2 separate regions of the Mus musculus genome follow, and region 1 is linked to region 2. Evidence: chromatin contacts called from public Hi-C data. All regions are on one chromosome and are shown on one strand. The core of a region is the stretch at or near the end of the contact, and the rest is flanking DNA. Distances in the headings are between cores, read along the strand shown. Region 1 overlaps Mtus1 (mitochondrial tumor suppressor 1). Region 2 has its middle 20 kb from the start of Mtmr7.

Region 1 (7,311 bases), core at 2,606-5,105, 380 kb after region 2:
ACTTGAAGTGCCAGGGTGAGGAAGGGTTGTGGGAGGAGGTGACTGGGAGGGGGTGACCGGGAGGGAACAGCAAGAAATATGTAAAGTGAATAAGTTAAAAAAAATTAAATTAATTAAAAAATAGATTTTGAATTTCAAAACGTTTGATGTTCCTACATTTTCATAGACTTAAGACTTAGGATGGCTAACATTGTAGTATGAAGTCTTATAGTTTTAAAAATCAGCATTTTCTCATCTGTCATGGGACAAACCGAATTCAGAGCCGTGGAATTTGTAAAGCAATGAATAAAGGAGACAAACTTTCAAAATAAAGTTTGCCTTGGTCGTGGTATTTTATCACAGCAATAAAAAAGTAATTAATATAGTCCCAAAAACATTTTTAAGCCCTACTTTTCCCCAGAGCAACAAAAATCAAAGAAAAAAGTACTTCTGAAATAAATGAAAGTAGGGATAATGGGAATGCAGAAAAGGGCATCAGAAACCCCAACTACTGTCTTTTTACCCAAGATCGCAAGCAATGTGCATACACTCTTCTTATTTGGGTTGGGAGAGAGAGAAGGTCTTGGTACAGTACAGCCGACCTTTCTCTCTCTCCATACTGCCCCAGCCTCTCAAGTGTTAAGATCACACATGCCTGACACTATGCTTAGCTCTGTACACACTGCTAGCCCTAAGACATCTTTAAAGCTAACCTAAAGTGTCACAATACATATTGTTGGGGTGTTTTGTCCGTTTCTCTGGGTATTCTGGCCCTTGGTATACAGACAAGGTAACCTTAAATTTCCTACCTGCCTCTGTCTGCGGGGTGCCAGGATTAAAGGCATGTACCACAACACCTGGAAATAATATGTGTTTAATTATAGTGATTCTCTGATGCTCTTGATATGTAACCACTGTCACTGGGGTCAGAGGCCAGTGAGGTCTTCAAGGTGGCTTCCTCAAGGAAGCAAAAAGGTTGTAAATATACATTAGGACAGTAAAGTGTGGTAGATATATATTACTTTTCGGTTATCCTTCAATCTGGCCCTTTATGTATTTTACGAACAACCAACTCTGTTTTTACATATAAATTGATGTGTATACATATATACACATAATATACATGTATATATTATGGGAACTAGCTATAATGGCTTCATTGACACCTATTATGTTGGTGTTTGAGAAAAACACATTTATAGCACATGAATAGAATAAACACCATAAATGTTCTACTAATAAAATACTAAATAAAAGACAGATCTGAAATACACAATACTTTCCTTAATGCATTATTTTTAAAATGGAAAGTTAAAAGTATTTTAAGTAACTACAGTCAGGTATTAACATTTTGTCCAGTAATAAACTAGCTTAAAAGTTGAAACTAGTTTTGGTCAACTTGGCACAAACTGGAGATACCTGGGAAGAGGGCCCCTTAATTAAGAAATTGGTGCCATCACATTGGCCTAGGTGCATTTTCTTAATTGCTAATTGATGCAAGGAGCCCAGTTCACTGTCAGCAGTGCCGTCCCTTGTCAAGAACGGTAGCTGAGCATACGAGGGTAGGCAAGTCAGCGGTGTTTCTCCATGGTCTCTGCATCAGTTCTTGCCTCCGGACTTCTGCCAGGCTTCCCTCCATGATGGACTGTGACTTGTAAGTCAACAAACCACTGCCTTCCTAGGTTGGTTTTGATCCGTTTTATTACGCTAACAGAAAAGCAAACTAAAACAAGTGGAATTATTACAAGTATTTATAATCAGCACCAAAACTAATTTGTCTTATTTCAGATTTAAAAAGAAAACAAAAACCAAAACCGCAAGGTCTGTTATAGACTCCATTTGTTAGAAAATACTCTCGCTGTCATTCCTAAATCTCCAGTGACAGCCTCTGAGGGATAACTGCCCGGCCTCTTTGGAGGACAGACACACTTACGAAACTACAGAAATCAGACACTCAGTTTCTCAGCCTCTCTCTTTCTAAGATCTTAGCCATGTGACTGAGACTGGAGCTTAAAGGACTTGCCCCCCACCCCCACCCCACCCCACCCTGTTTCCTTTGCTTTCAGCCTGAGGCCGGCACCCATAGGAAGGGAGCTAAGGAAAAAGCAGAGCCGCCCATCCTGGCTTCAGAGCCACAGACAGCACAATTCTGCCTCGGGAGGAAGTGTGTCACTTCTTACACTGTCTGGTTTTCAGGCCTAGAGCAATTCTAAAAGGAGTCTCCGAAGTAACCTCCAAATATAAGAATGTAGTTTGATGAATTTTACTGTAATTGAATAGATTTCATTCACGTGCGGTGAATTCACATTCACAAACAGCTCTATGCTACTGCTTCAGGCACGTTGTTCTAATACTGCTTGGGTCTCCAGTACTTCCTTCCGTTGCTAAGCTATCTCAGATTCTGGGATCAAACTCAGGGCTTTGCACATTAGGCAGGCATACTACTACAACCACACTCTCAGACTTGCCTAAATGTTGTAAGGCATTATTCCTGGGGAGACGTGAACAAGCATCTACTTACCCCAGACAGGGCACCAACAATGGATCAAATTGAGACCACCACCAATGTCCAACTCAGTGCACAGATGAGTTTTATTGGGGTTACTTACAGGAGTATGGGTGAAAGGAGCTATTTACAGGAGCAGAAATGACTCAAAGACAGCCACATTACCAAAAGCCCACTCCAAATAAAAGCTGATAAAAGCTGGCAACCAGAGGCTCATTGCCTGGCCAGCAGGCAGCTCAACCTCTCTTTCTGGCAGCTCTGCTTTTCTGAGAGGGTCTGAGGAGTCCTAACTGCTGGGGGGTGGGGGGAGCCTAGTGCCATCTGGTCAGTTTCAGGGACTTCCTGAGTCTTAAAGAGCTTCCCCGCTGGAGGGAGTGTTTCAATGGGAAGGAAACTGCTACTGGTACAACAATCACTTTTAATCTCCCTAGCTCAGCCCAAACAACCCAAAATCCTTAGGGTAATTAACTGCTTTTACTCCAGTCAGAGTATTTGAGGATTAAGATATACAACCTGGAATAATTAATATGGATTTCTGCTAGCATTCAGTCTAAGCCCCGCCCCACAGTTACCTGGCAATATCCAGGTATGCCTGACTCACTATAAAAGGGGCTGTTTGACCCCTTCTTGCTCTCTTGCCTCTTGTCCCTTTCTCCCTCTCTCTCCACTTGCTCATGGCCCGCCTCTACTTCTCTCTTTTCTCTCTCTCTCTCTCTTCCTTCCTCCCTCCCTCTCTTTCTCTGCCTCTACTACCCTCTTAAGTCCACTCCCCATGTCCTTAATAAACCCTATTCTATACTATATCTTCCTGTGGCTGGTCCCTGGGGGGCGGGGGAAAGGGGTGCTTCACCATGGGCCCACAGAGGCATCCCCTTTCCCCCACGCCGGACTACACCACCATAGAACATTTCCCCCCTCTCGTAATCTTTTTATAAACACATCAGTTTACTTCCAGCTTAGAAGGAAAGCTGACTGAGAGGGGAGGAGTACTTATACTCAGAAGTGTATTTCCCTTACCCTCTCTGCGCCATCATAAAACTGGGACCGACCTGGTGTGCCGTGATAAAAAACTGAAAATACACTTGGCTTAGCTTAATACTCTTGTCAAGAAATAACTCTTGACAGAAACTCGAGACAACTAGCGAGATCATACCAGACTTTCAGGATTGCTTCCTGATCCTCCTGACAGTCTTCACCTATGTGCCACACAAGATCGCTACAGGACGGCCTTCCTTCTTCCAGCCCTTACGGAAAACAGTGACATCTTGATTCAGTGACACACCTGTCAGTAACAATGTACCACAATGCATAGTGGCCTGTGCCCTTGTCCCAGGCTCTGAACACGGCTCCTTTCCCAGCCTCCCTCTCTCACCTATTTGCTCTCACTGTTTGCTCAGAAATATTGCACTTTTTTTCCTTTGAAGGAGCCACCTGTCCTCACCTCTCTCAGGTTTTCACGCTATTCTCTTTATATGGAAGGCACTCATGAAACACCAGGATAAAGGTGCCAAGAGCTGCCTGAGGGCCCAGGCCACACCCTAGCATGGTTAGCTGCCTCCTGCCCAATTATGGGTTTGAGGAAGGCCGTGGTGGGACTTAGTCCTGGCTATCTTCTCAGCACCAAGCCTTGAGTCTGGCATATGGCACGTGCCCAACAGATACTTATATGAGACATGAACGAATTGATCTTGTGATGTGAGAAGCAGGTTAGAGTCAGAGGAAAAGCTGGTGGCATTAAGCCAATAGGAAGCCTTCCAGAAAGCTCCCACCCCTCGTTAGCTGCATGGACCGGTCACTGTCAAGTCTTTTGCTACTGTCTCACTAACGGGAGCCAGTGTGGGATAGCAGCTCAATGGTGAGGCACCTGCCTAGGATGCAGGTGGTCCCAGGTCCCATCCCAAGCTCCATCCTCACCCCACAGAAGAGCAAGCTTCACCCTAAGTTTCTGAGGGAGGGCGGTCGAGTGAAAACAAGGATCACCTCCAAGGGTGGGGTCTCGAGTTTTTATAACCAGTTGTCGTGGATCACTGAGGATGAATAATAAAATTAGTCATATTTGGTGACCAGATAAGAACATGATGTCATAAAGAGAAATAAGCCAAGAGGGTTAATGGGACTTGGGAGGGAGGTAGTTAAGATTAATTTCCAAGTGCAGTAGTGCAGCCCAGTGCTGGGGAGGTTCGTGGCATCTGAGGCCCAGAGACTGGAGAACAGAACATGGGGCTGCCGTTTTATGGCCCTGGGAAGCGAAGACAATCATAGGCCAAGTTACTGGTAGAGCCAACGCCATCTTTTCCTGCTACTCTTGGAATCCAGGTCAGGAGCCCCATCACTAAGGCAACCAACGGAACTTCCTTGACTAGGGATATAAACATGTCAGTGCTCACAAGGCTAATTAGATAAAGCCAAGCGCAATGAGGTCTTCAACCAAGTTTTAGAAAATGTCTCTGACCTTAAAATGATAGGACGCTGATGAACTCTAAAGAGTCTTACTAGGGGTAATGAAAATTATTAGAATTAAATTCTTTAAGTAGTCTTTTTAAAAAATGCCAATTATTGTTTTTACAATACTTTGTTCTGCCCTATGTGCCTATGTGTGCATGCATGCACTAGTGAGCTTTGTGGTATAGAGGCCAGATGTCGCCCTCACAAGCCTTTTGCATTACCTCTCCACCTTATTTTTGTAAACAGGGTTTCTCCCTGAGGTTAAAGCTCACCAATTTGGCTCCACTGGCTGACCAGCCAACCCCAGGAATCCTCCTGCACCAGCCTCCCCAGCCCTGGGGGCACAGGCCACCCCACTACACCTAACTTTTATATGGGTGCTAGGGATGGAAGCCTGATCTTTATGTTTGTGTGGGAAACACTGCAGGAACTGAGCGAGTCCATTCCTCAGCCTCAGACTCTTTCGAGAAACTTAACTTGTTTCACCTTCACCCCTAGTTTCTGGTGCTGAGAGTCAGAGCAGCAGTCGCAGCTGGAGAAAAAAAAATCTTTAAGGTAAAAAATCTAAACAGAGGTCACAGGTTGTGTTCCCATCTCTACTTACTGTGTGCTCTTGGGCAAGTTAGTTCATGTGTCCAGGCCGCAGACTTCCCGGTGTAAAATACGGTGCACGCTCACTGCTAAGTGTGTTCTAGGTCTAAACATTATGACTCTCAGCAAAAGGATTTTAGAATACTTATATAAACTCAGAAAATAATATGTGATGAAAACACCACTATTAGATAAACTCTGGTCTTTAAAGCCTTAGGTCTTTTGCTCAAACTACCTGCTTCACAAAAATACTACAGACAATCAAATGTTAAGCCATCAGCCAGTGGAACAACGAAACCACTGTTGACTCAGCAATGGTTCGCACTGTTAAGACGACTGGAATAAAGGCTGGGTGTGTAGAGCACCAGCCAAACATGCAGCAGACCCAGTTCCTCCCCCAGCACCTCCTCCACCCAGAGGAGGAGGAAGTAGGGAACCATGAAACTCAAAGATGCATTAACCTTACAAAGGCCAGCAACTAAAACAGATACCAACCTCCCAAGTCAGTGTGAGGCTATCAAAGACTTCCGTAGGTTTGCGTCTGGCTAACCTACCATCGGAAAGGTAACCAAGACTCCACAACAGTGAGAGAGGGCAGGGTCCGGGGCAGAAAGAGCCACTTTTGGATGACACAGTGCCCTCAGACCTTCTTTTTTTCTGACTTTATTATGAAAATCTATTCTTCAGAAATGTCACCTGTCTTCTACCTTAGAGCAGGCCCTGCGTTAGTTTTAAAAATTAATATTGAGAGTTGCTTGTATTTTGGAACGTGGAAATTATTAACATAAAGCACTCTTGCTTGTATACATAGGGAGGTGGGATGAACTGGGGAGGCTGAGAAATAATAGGGTGAAAATTGTATGAAAAAAATTAATAAGAATAGTAATAATAATAGAGCACACTTTTTTTACCTTTTTATATATTTGTAATATATTTTTATTTTGAGGGTACGGGCAATTAAAGCCAAGGCCTCAGCATCCACTGAGCTCCCCCATTGGCCCTCAACTTTTATTTTAGGACTGAAGGGAATCACAGTGGCATTTGGATTGGGCATAGCCCCAGCTCTGTTCATTTACCTTCAGCCATGAGAGCTAGAAGGAAAGGCCAGCCAACGCAAATGCCAGGCCAAGGCGAGTTATGAAATGAGGAAGGGAAGCTGGGGAGAAAAAAAAAAAAATATATATATATATATATATATATATATATATATATATATATATATATATATCCAGGTTATCCTGCAGGGAAGGCAGATGCCTCTGGGAAAATGAAAAGCTGTCAGCTGAATTAAAAAAAAAAAATCAGCAGGGACAGTGAAGAGCCAACTGAAAAACAAGAGGTGCACAGGAAACACATGCGTGACACAGAAAAATCACGCATGACCACGAAGCAAGCCTGTTGAAGGCAACACACAGCAGCCCCAATCAAGCATAAGGAGACTTAGGCCATCACACAGTGAGATCGACCTAACTCACCACCATTGCAATCCGTAGCACCTGAGCTTGAGCAGGCAGGCTTACAGATGCCGAAGGGACAGACACACCAGGAATGTCTCACGTTGGGCACAGAATGAAAGGTGGCAGCAGCAGCAGCGTCGCACACAAACATCAGCAGCAATAGTCTATGACCACAAGTGTTTGCGCTAGGAAGACTTAGAAAACTAAGTGTGTGGTCCACTTACCGGCCCTCCACAAGCATTGGGGTGATTTTAGGGATGTTTGTAATGTGGGGCTCTTTTCCTATTCCCTATCCATTCTAGTGAGAATCTGAAAAACTGTAAAACAAAACCA
Region 2 (7,085 bases), core at 3,249-5,748:
GTCATTTCCTGCCCGGATTTTTAAACTTAACTATGATCCTGCCACATCTCTTTGGAAGCTGTAGCTGTTGTGCAGTGTTACCATTGAGTCATTTTGGATCTGTCCGCCATGTGGATAGCATAGACTCCCAAGACATTGGTCCCACATTCTCCTTTGAAGAGACAACTCTAAAAGGGATTTGATTTGCAAAATTTCCCAGCCAATGATCTCACCAAGAGGGGAGAAAATAGAGTTATATGAACAGGTGTATTCACGAAATCCTTGCTCTCGGTGAACTGATGAGTCTTTCAACCTGCCTGCCACATCATTTCAAATGTGTTGCTACTGAGAAGACTACATGCCCACTGCCTTTAATCTTCACAAGCTGTTTTGTTTCAAATTATGTACTTTAAAACATTTCATTAAAATTTTGAATAATTCTAAAAAGCAATAGCTTTTAAAACAATCTTTTGTGAGCAACTAGATTATACTACTACCACTGAGCAGAAAGGTATATTAAATTCAAATCCAATTTCTTTTTCCTTTTTTTTTTTTTTTTTTTTTTTTTTTTTTTTCCTGAGACAGGGTTTCTCTGTGTAGCCTTGGCTGTCCTGGAACTCACTTTGTAGACTAAGCTGGCCTCGAACTCAGAAATCTGCTTGCCTCTGCCTCCCGAGTGCTGGGATTAAAGGCGTGTGCCACCACGCCTGGCTCAAATCCAATTTCTTTATTTGAAAACTTTTTTTATTATGCCAGGAATGTAGGTTGGTTTAAGAATAAACTATAGGATTTGGAGAAGTGACTCAACAGTTAAGAGTACTCTTGCTCGGGATCCGATTTCAGTTCCCAGTACCCACATGGTAGCTTACAACAATCCTAACTCCAGTTCCCAGGGATCCAATGCCTTCGTCTGACTCCCAGGGTACCAGACATGCATATGGTACAAATTCATGCATATAAGCAAAACACTCATACACATAAGTTAGAATTGATGCGTATCATTTAAAATAAAAGAATAAAAATATAGATAAAATTCATCATAGTATTAGACTAAAGAAAAATAAAACAAATCTGTATTGCCTTCTTAACAGATACAGAAAAGTCATCTCACAAAGTAATATCATTCCCAATTTAAAAAAAAAAATGATGTTAGGCAACTTAGGCAGAGAGACCTACCCTTACCTGATAAAGTCTACAAAGATGCAGACAAAACAATCATACACATAAAATAGATAATTCTAAAGACAAATTAAAAAAACATTTGTCCAGTGAGTTGTGGAGGACTAAGGACCAACATAAAATTTGAAATCATAAGCAATAGCACCATGTATTCTGGTATAGTTTATAATTTTTTTTCATAATAACACTGTAAAGAAAGACTATAGACAAGCCGGGCGTGGTGGTGCACGCCTTTAATCCCAGCACTCGGGAGGCAGAGGCAGGCGGATTTCTGAGTTCGAGGCCAGCCTGGTCTACAAAGTGAGTTCCAGGCCAGCCACGGCTATGCAGAGAAACCCTGTCTCAAAAAACAAAAAAAACAAAAACAAAAAAAGAAAGAAAAAGAAAGACTATAGACATTGTGATAATTATGAGGGAAAATCTTAATTTTGTTTTCTTAAGAAGTACGATAGCTAAGTTATATAGTTATATTCAGAATCACAGGTCCTAACTCACACTCTCACACCCGTTCTTCCACTGGCACAGCTGTTGATGAGGTCACCATGTTACTAGTGATGCTAACGTTCTGGAATCACATAATCCATTGGAATTTTTCACCCAAGGGATCACGTCTTGTTAGAGGGTCAAGGGAAGTGTCTGAGTCTCAACTTCACAGAGATATGTCACATCAGCGCAGGGACAACATTTATAGTGATTTACGTCACAGTAATAGTAGCTGACGTTAGTAGTAAATTACAGTATAGAGGGAAATGTCAAATAAGATATAAAATAAACCAAATCTTTAGATTTTTAATATCACATAACTGTTTCTGTAGCCTCCCCCAGCCTCAAAGCAGGCTGATCCAGACTTTGACCTTGCTTGCCACTAAGAAAATTACCTAGGGTGGAGCCTTCCGACCTAGATGGCTCTATTGTTCTGTCACCAGCCACTGCTCTCCTCCAAGACACTGCTACCTGCTGCGAGGCCCTTGAGATATTCTGGAGGAACATCCTATCTATCTCCAGATACCAAGAATGGACTTACGGGGGATGGGCCTTCCCCCTTATAAGCACACTCTCTTAGCTTGATCAGTACCTTTGTCTTGGCTCCGTTTTCTCTCTCTAGTTTCTCTCTTTTCAGCCCCAGCCTACCTCTCAGGTGTACCCGATTCAAGTAGGCCGCGGGCGGGCATACAACATGTTTCAATATCTCCTCCCTTTCTCTCTCCCCCACTCTTCCTTTATGCCAAATACAAAAATTTCAAATGATTAACTTACGGAAATTATTGGCTCATGAATAAACTATGAAGATTTTAAAGTCTAAAAGACTTGGCGTTGCTGGCAGCCTCTAAGAGAAACGTAGGAGAAGATCCAGGGTCTATGTGAGTTCATTTCACATGGTAGCTGTCTGTTAAACGTTTGTTGAATTAGCCAATTATTCAGATCAACAAATATTTGCTGAGCTAAACTCTGTGGAAGCCACAGGAAGAAAAGGTCTTGTCCTCACGCATCAACGACCTTCCTGAGGAAAACCAGCACCCACACCAGGACTCTGAAAGCCAACTGTGTAAGAGGTTGGGCAGTTAACAAATGGCAAACAATTGCAAGCTTAGCTGGTGGGTCACAGAAAGCCAAGGACTGCACAGTGAAAACAGCCATTCAACAAGAGCACCTCAGGTGAATGGATTACGACGAAGATGGCGACGAAGATGGCCTCAATCGAGCCCCAAAGAATGGCTATAAAGCCTTAGAAAGAGGAAAAATTCTGAAGGAGCTCTCCTCTCAACAGCTCAGAACAGAAAAACACAAAAGCTGTCTACTCAAGTAAGGCCTGTGTTCATTTAAGGCAGGGAGTGTTTGAGATGAAATTGCGTGTGCCAAAACAATTGTCGCTCTTTAGTTACAAATGCCAAAGAAGTGAAATGAAGGGGCAGAGATGTAGCTTAGGGTGCTTAGCTTGCCTAGCAAGTACCAGGTCCAAAACCAGGTAAAATTAAAACATCTCAAGTTCTCGATAGGACCTTGGAGACTAAATAAGTAAATTAGGTAAAATCCAAGTTAAAAATAGGATCACTATCTTTTTATGATTTTCTTTTAATTACTTTGTAAAACTTTATTCAAAAGACTTAATGGAAGGCTAGTGAGATGGTTGGGTGAGGAAAGGTGGCTGTCCCCGACTCTGATGGGCCTGAGTTTTATATTCAGGACCCATATGCTAGAAGGCAAGAACCAGCTCTCTCAAGTGGACCTCTAACTACAAGCACACTGTAGCATGAAGTTTTGGCCCCACAGTTACACACACACACACACACACACACACACACGTAATAAATTTTAAAAAACTTTTAAAAAAGATAAATATCATTTGGATGAGTAATTACTCTTTTCTAGGGTTTTGTCTTTGATTTAAGATTTAAACTATAGCCCCAAACACTGTTCATGAGGAGTAAAAATGGAGATTATTTAAATTATCAGCAACTTACCTCTCCTTTGTGAAGGTGAATACTCAATATGACACACTGAAATCAGAATTCCCTGCCTGTCTTTCAATTTTTATGTTTTTTGTTGAGACTATGTATTATAAGGTTGTTTTTTTGCTTGCTTCTCTTTCATTCACTAGCTGAACATCAGTTAGTCATCTGATCCATTCCATTCACTCTCAGACCACTTTGTTTTCTGAATCTGCAAAGAGCTTTAGTCCCAAGCACACTCTACTCCATGTGTTCTCAACCTGTAGGGTCAAACGACCCTTTCCCAGGGGTCCCACATCAGATACTTACATTGAGATTCATAAGAGTAGCAAGAGTACAGTTAGGAAGTAGTATCGAAGTAAGGTTATGCTTAGGGTCCCGACAGCGTGAGGAACCTGTATAAAGGGCTGCAGCATTAGGAAGACTGAGAACTGTTGCTCTACCTGGGAAGTGGGCCTTGCATTTCCTGCACATCACTAATCTGTAGTTAAATGACAATAAGCAGGAATATCTTTTTCTTGGGAGTGAATTGCTTCGTTTTAAAGTGCACTTCTCTGCCGCAGAATGAGACTGGGACAAAGGCTTTCCAGTTGCTGAGGAAGGCTGATTTAAAAACAACAACAACAACAAAACAAAATTAAAAACAAAAAGAAAAGAAGAAAAGAAATAAACAAAACAAGAAGACACATCTATGACTGGAGAAAACTGTCTTCATCCTTCCAGAGCTGGACGCGTGTGCCAAGAAAGCGTGCTAAGAATAGAAGAAAGTGTTTGCTTTTTGCTGTTTAATGTAGCTGTGAGAGGCAGCTGCAGACCTTCCTGTGGAAACAGTCCCACACCCTGTTCACCCCAAGAATTCTTTTCTTCCAACTAAGAGCAGATCCCTCCCACCACTGGAGTTCATCGGATCATGGAAACTCTTGAGATCCTTTGGGCGACTCTCCCCGACACATCCTGTCTCCTACGGAGCACTCAAACCGCCACACAAGACACTCAGAGTTAGCTATGAGTAAAAGTTTGGTCAGATTAAAACTGTGTCTTGGGAGAGTTGGGAGCTGGAATGTCCAGTTGTTCCTTCTCTGGAAATTGTCTGCTGGTCTTTCAAAACGCAGTTCAAAGTCCCCTCTTCTGTTGAGGCTTTTCCCAGTTCTCTGAGGTAGCGCTTTGTCCTGACCTCATGTTCTCCTGGAGACCTCAGCCAGAACTCTAACCTCAGCACTGGCTACATTGTGTTACAGTATTCTGTTACAAGACCTCCCCAGTTTTATAGATCTAACACCTATCCTGGTACTTGCTGCTTACTTAATCAGTGATTGACAACTGTTGATCACGTGACTATCCAGACCATCACTGTAGCCAATACAGTCTCAGGAGTCACATCTTAGGCGAAATAATTACTTGAATAAAAAATTTAAGCTCTGTATTTTTTAGAGAATAAACTACATTAGAACGGGTGCTTATCTTTTTTAAACTCTTTAATGTGTGCTGAATAAATTATTAACTGCAACCTACTATTAATCAAGTTCAAAGCTTAGAAGGTCGCTCAGCATCCAGCTCAAAATATTTTTAACCATTGGGTTCAGTTCATTTAAGGTAAAAACAAAAAGTCTGCTTACGTCTGTCTTTTTATTTTGTATGAAGTTTCTTTGTCCTGTGTTGGTATAATTCAGCCTTGCTATTGTTTCTAAACTTTGTGGTTCTATGTATGATATTACATAGGAATATCTTACGTAATATCATACACCAAGGTCTGATATCATAGCTTAATTAGGGAAGTCCTTACCCTAAAAGCAGGATGCACACAGTTCAATTCTGAGGACCTGGTGTGCAAACACTAATCCTAATCTTGGGGGCAGGCAGAGCATATCCTCTGGCCTTCACAAGGCTGTGCATGCCCACGTGCACCCATATATACAGTGTCCTCACGGAGAGGTGGGAGGCGGGAAATCTCGCATTCAGTATTTTAGGGACTAAGAAGAACAGAGTCTGAAGTTATATGCTAAACACACACACACAGAGAGAGAGAGAGAGAGAGAGAGAGAAAGAGAGAGAGAGAGAGAAAGAGAGAGAGAGGTTTCACGAAGGTACATCAAGTACAAGATGTCAAATTCTTTAAATTTAATTCTATAACATTAGCTCCATTCAGGTGTTTCAATGCAGTGTTAAATTTGGAAATATTTACTCTGGGAACCCTACATGGCATTTCTGATAAATCACCCAAACTGTGACGTGAGGCCCCAGCATTGGTTTCCTGTTTGTCCTGTCCACTATCTCTCTGTCTATTTAAAATGAGGCAAACTATGGCAGATATCCATCCTCTATGGGATTAAGCTCTAACCTGTCAGACAGTGGAGCTCACTAGAAATGTTGGACAGATCTTTGGATAGGGCTCAAACCCACATAAAACTTGGTAGGAGCAAATCACAAGCATTCATGAAAGCAAAACTAAATGTAGCAAACAGGAAAATCTTCAGGACTAAGAGGTGCTGTATTGAAACTTGTGCTGTAAGTTTCAAGTCTTCCTTGTAAAGTTTAAGTATTAATATATGCAATTCTTTATTATAGTAAATAGTTGTTCCCTGGAAAAGAGCACAAAAGACTTAATTTTTTAAATATCTGTTCCCTCCTCTAGTTCAAAGAATGCTTTCAAACTCTAGACATATATAAGAATGTCTTTTAGTTTTTGTTTTCTTATTTCCTATAGAGGTAAGACCTATCTTCCCATGTAGAGTGTTACTGTTCTTACCCCCAAGAAACATAAAAGGAATACAACGTTTGAATATCTATATCTGAAGACACATCAGAAATTCTTTTGGTCTGTTTTATTATTTCTTCTAAAAATGGTTTTATTTTAGTTTGGGGATTTTCACTTGTTTATTTTGGGGGGCGTGGAGAAGAGTGTCTTCAGAGCCTAATATCATTTGCTCTACAATGAACTATACTACCAACCCCACAATGTACATACACATATTTAAATTTAGATGATCACATTTATTAGAACACAGATAAGAAAACTCAGAAAACTTGATTAAAATTTCATGCTAAGGAAATTGACAAAAAGATCTTAATAACTACTTGAAGGCTATGGAAAGAATTATTTGAGAATACTAAAGGCTGGCCTGGAGAGATAACTTAGCAGTTAAGAGCACTAGCTGCTCTTCCAAAGGACCTGGTTTCAATTCTCAGCACCCACTTGGGAGTCTGTCCCACAGATGTCCAAGAATCTGACACTCTCTTCTGGCCTTTGTGGGTAGTAGGCACATACATGATGCACAGACATACATGCAGGCAAAACACTCATACATATAAAATAGTACAGTAATAATAATACAAAAAGCATGCTTTTTCATGGCACATCTGAGACATTCCGACCCATGCTATTTCATATGTATGTTGAAGCCTAGACATGCCAGGAGAAGACACACACACACACACACACACACACACATACACACGTATATATATGCATATACATAT

What was found. Hi-C and Micro-C count contacts between places; a contact is called where the count stands out from the background.
Region 1: a Hi-C map of uterus shows a contact between it and region 2, with 2.5 times the contacts expected there. The contact joins two enhancer-like sites. A contact is called at or near these places in 1 of 39 promoter capture datasets (hippocampal neurons), 1 of 484 Hi-C or Micro-C datasets (uterus) and 2 of 115 datasets of contacts at active chromatin or transcription factors (both in embryonic stem cells).

The regions. Positions count from the first base shown.
Region 1 is chr8:41,033,751-41,041,061 of GRCm38.p6, forward strand. The region is part of intron 5 of Mtus1 (mitochondrial tumor suppressor 1); the gene reads right to left. Among named protein-coding and RNA genes, the nearest start is that of Gm16193, 16 kb to the right of the region's middle. Within about 2 kb of position 3,856, at least 24 of the 459 cell types and tissues checked have an H3K27ac peak or open chromatin away from gene starts, as enhancers often do. A contact at or near this core is called in uterus, where this site is marked.
Region 2 is chr8:40,651,178-40,658,262 of GRCm38.p6, forward strand. No RefSeq gene overlaps it. Among named protein-coding and RNA genes, the nearest start is that of Mtmr7, 20 kb to the left of the region's middle. Within about 2 kb of position 4,499, at least 19 of the 459 cell types and tissues checked have an H3K27ac peak or open chromatin away from gene starts, as enhancers often do. A contact at or near this core is called in uterus, where this site is marked.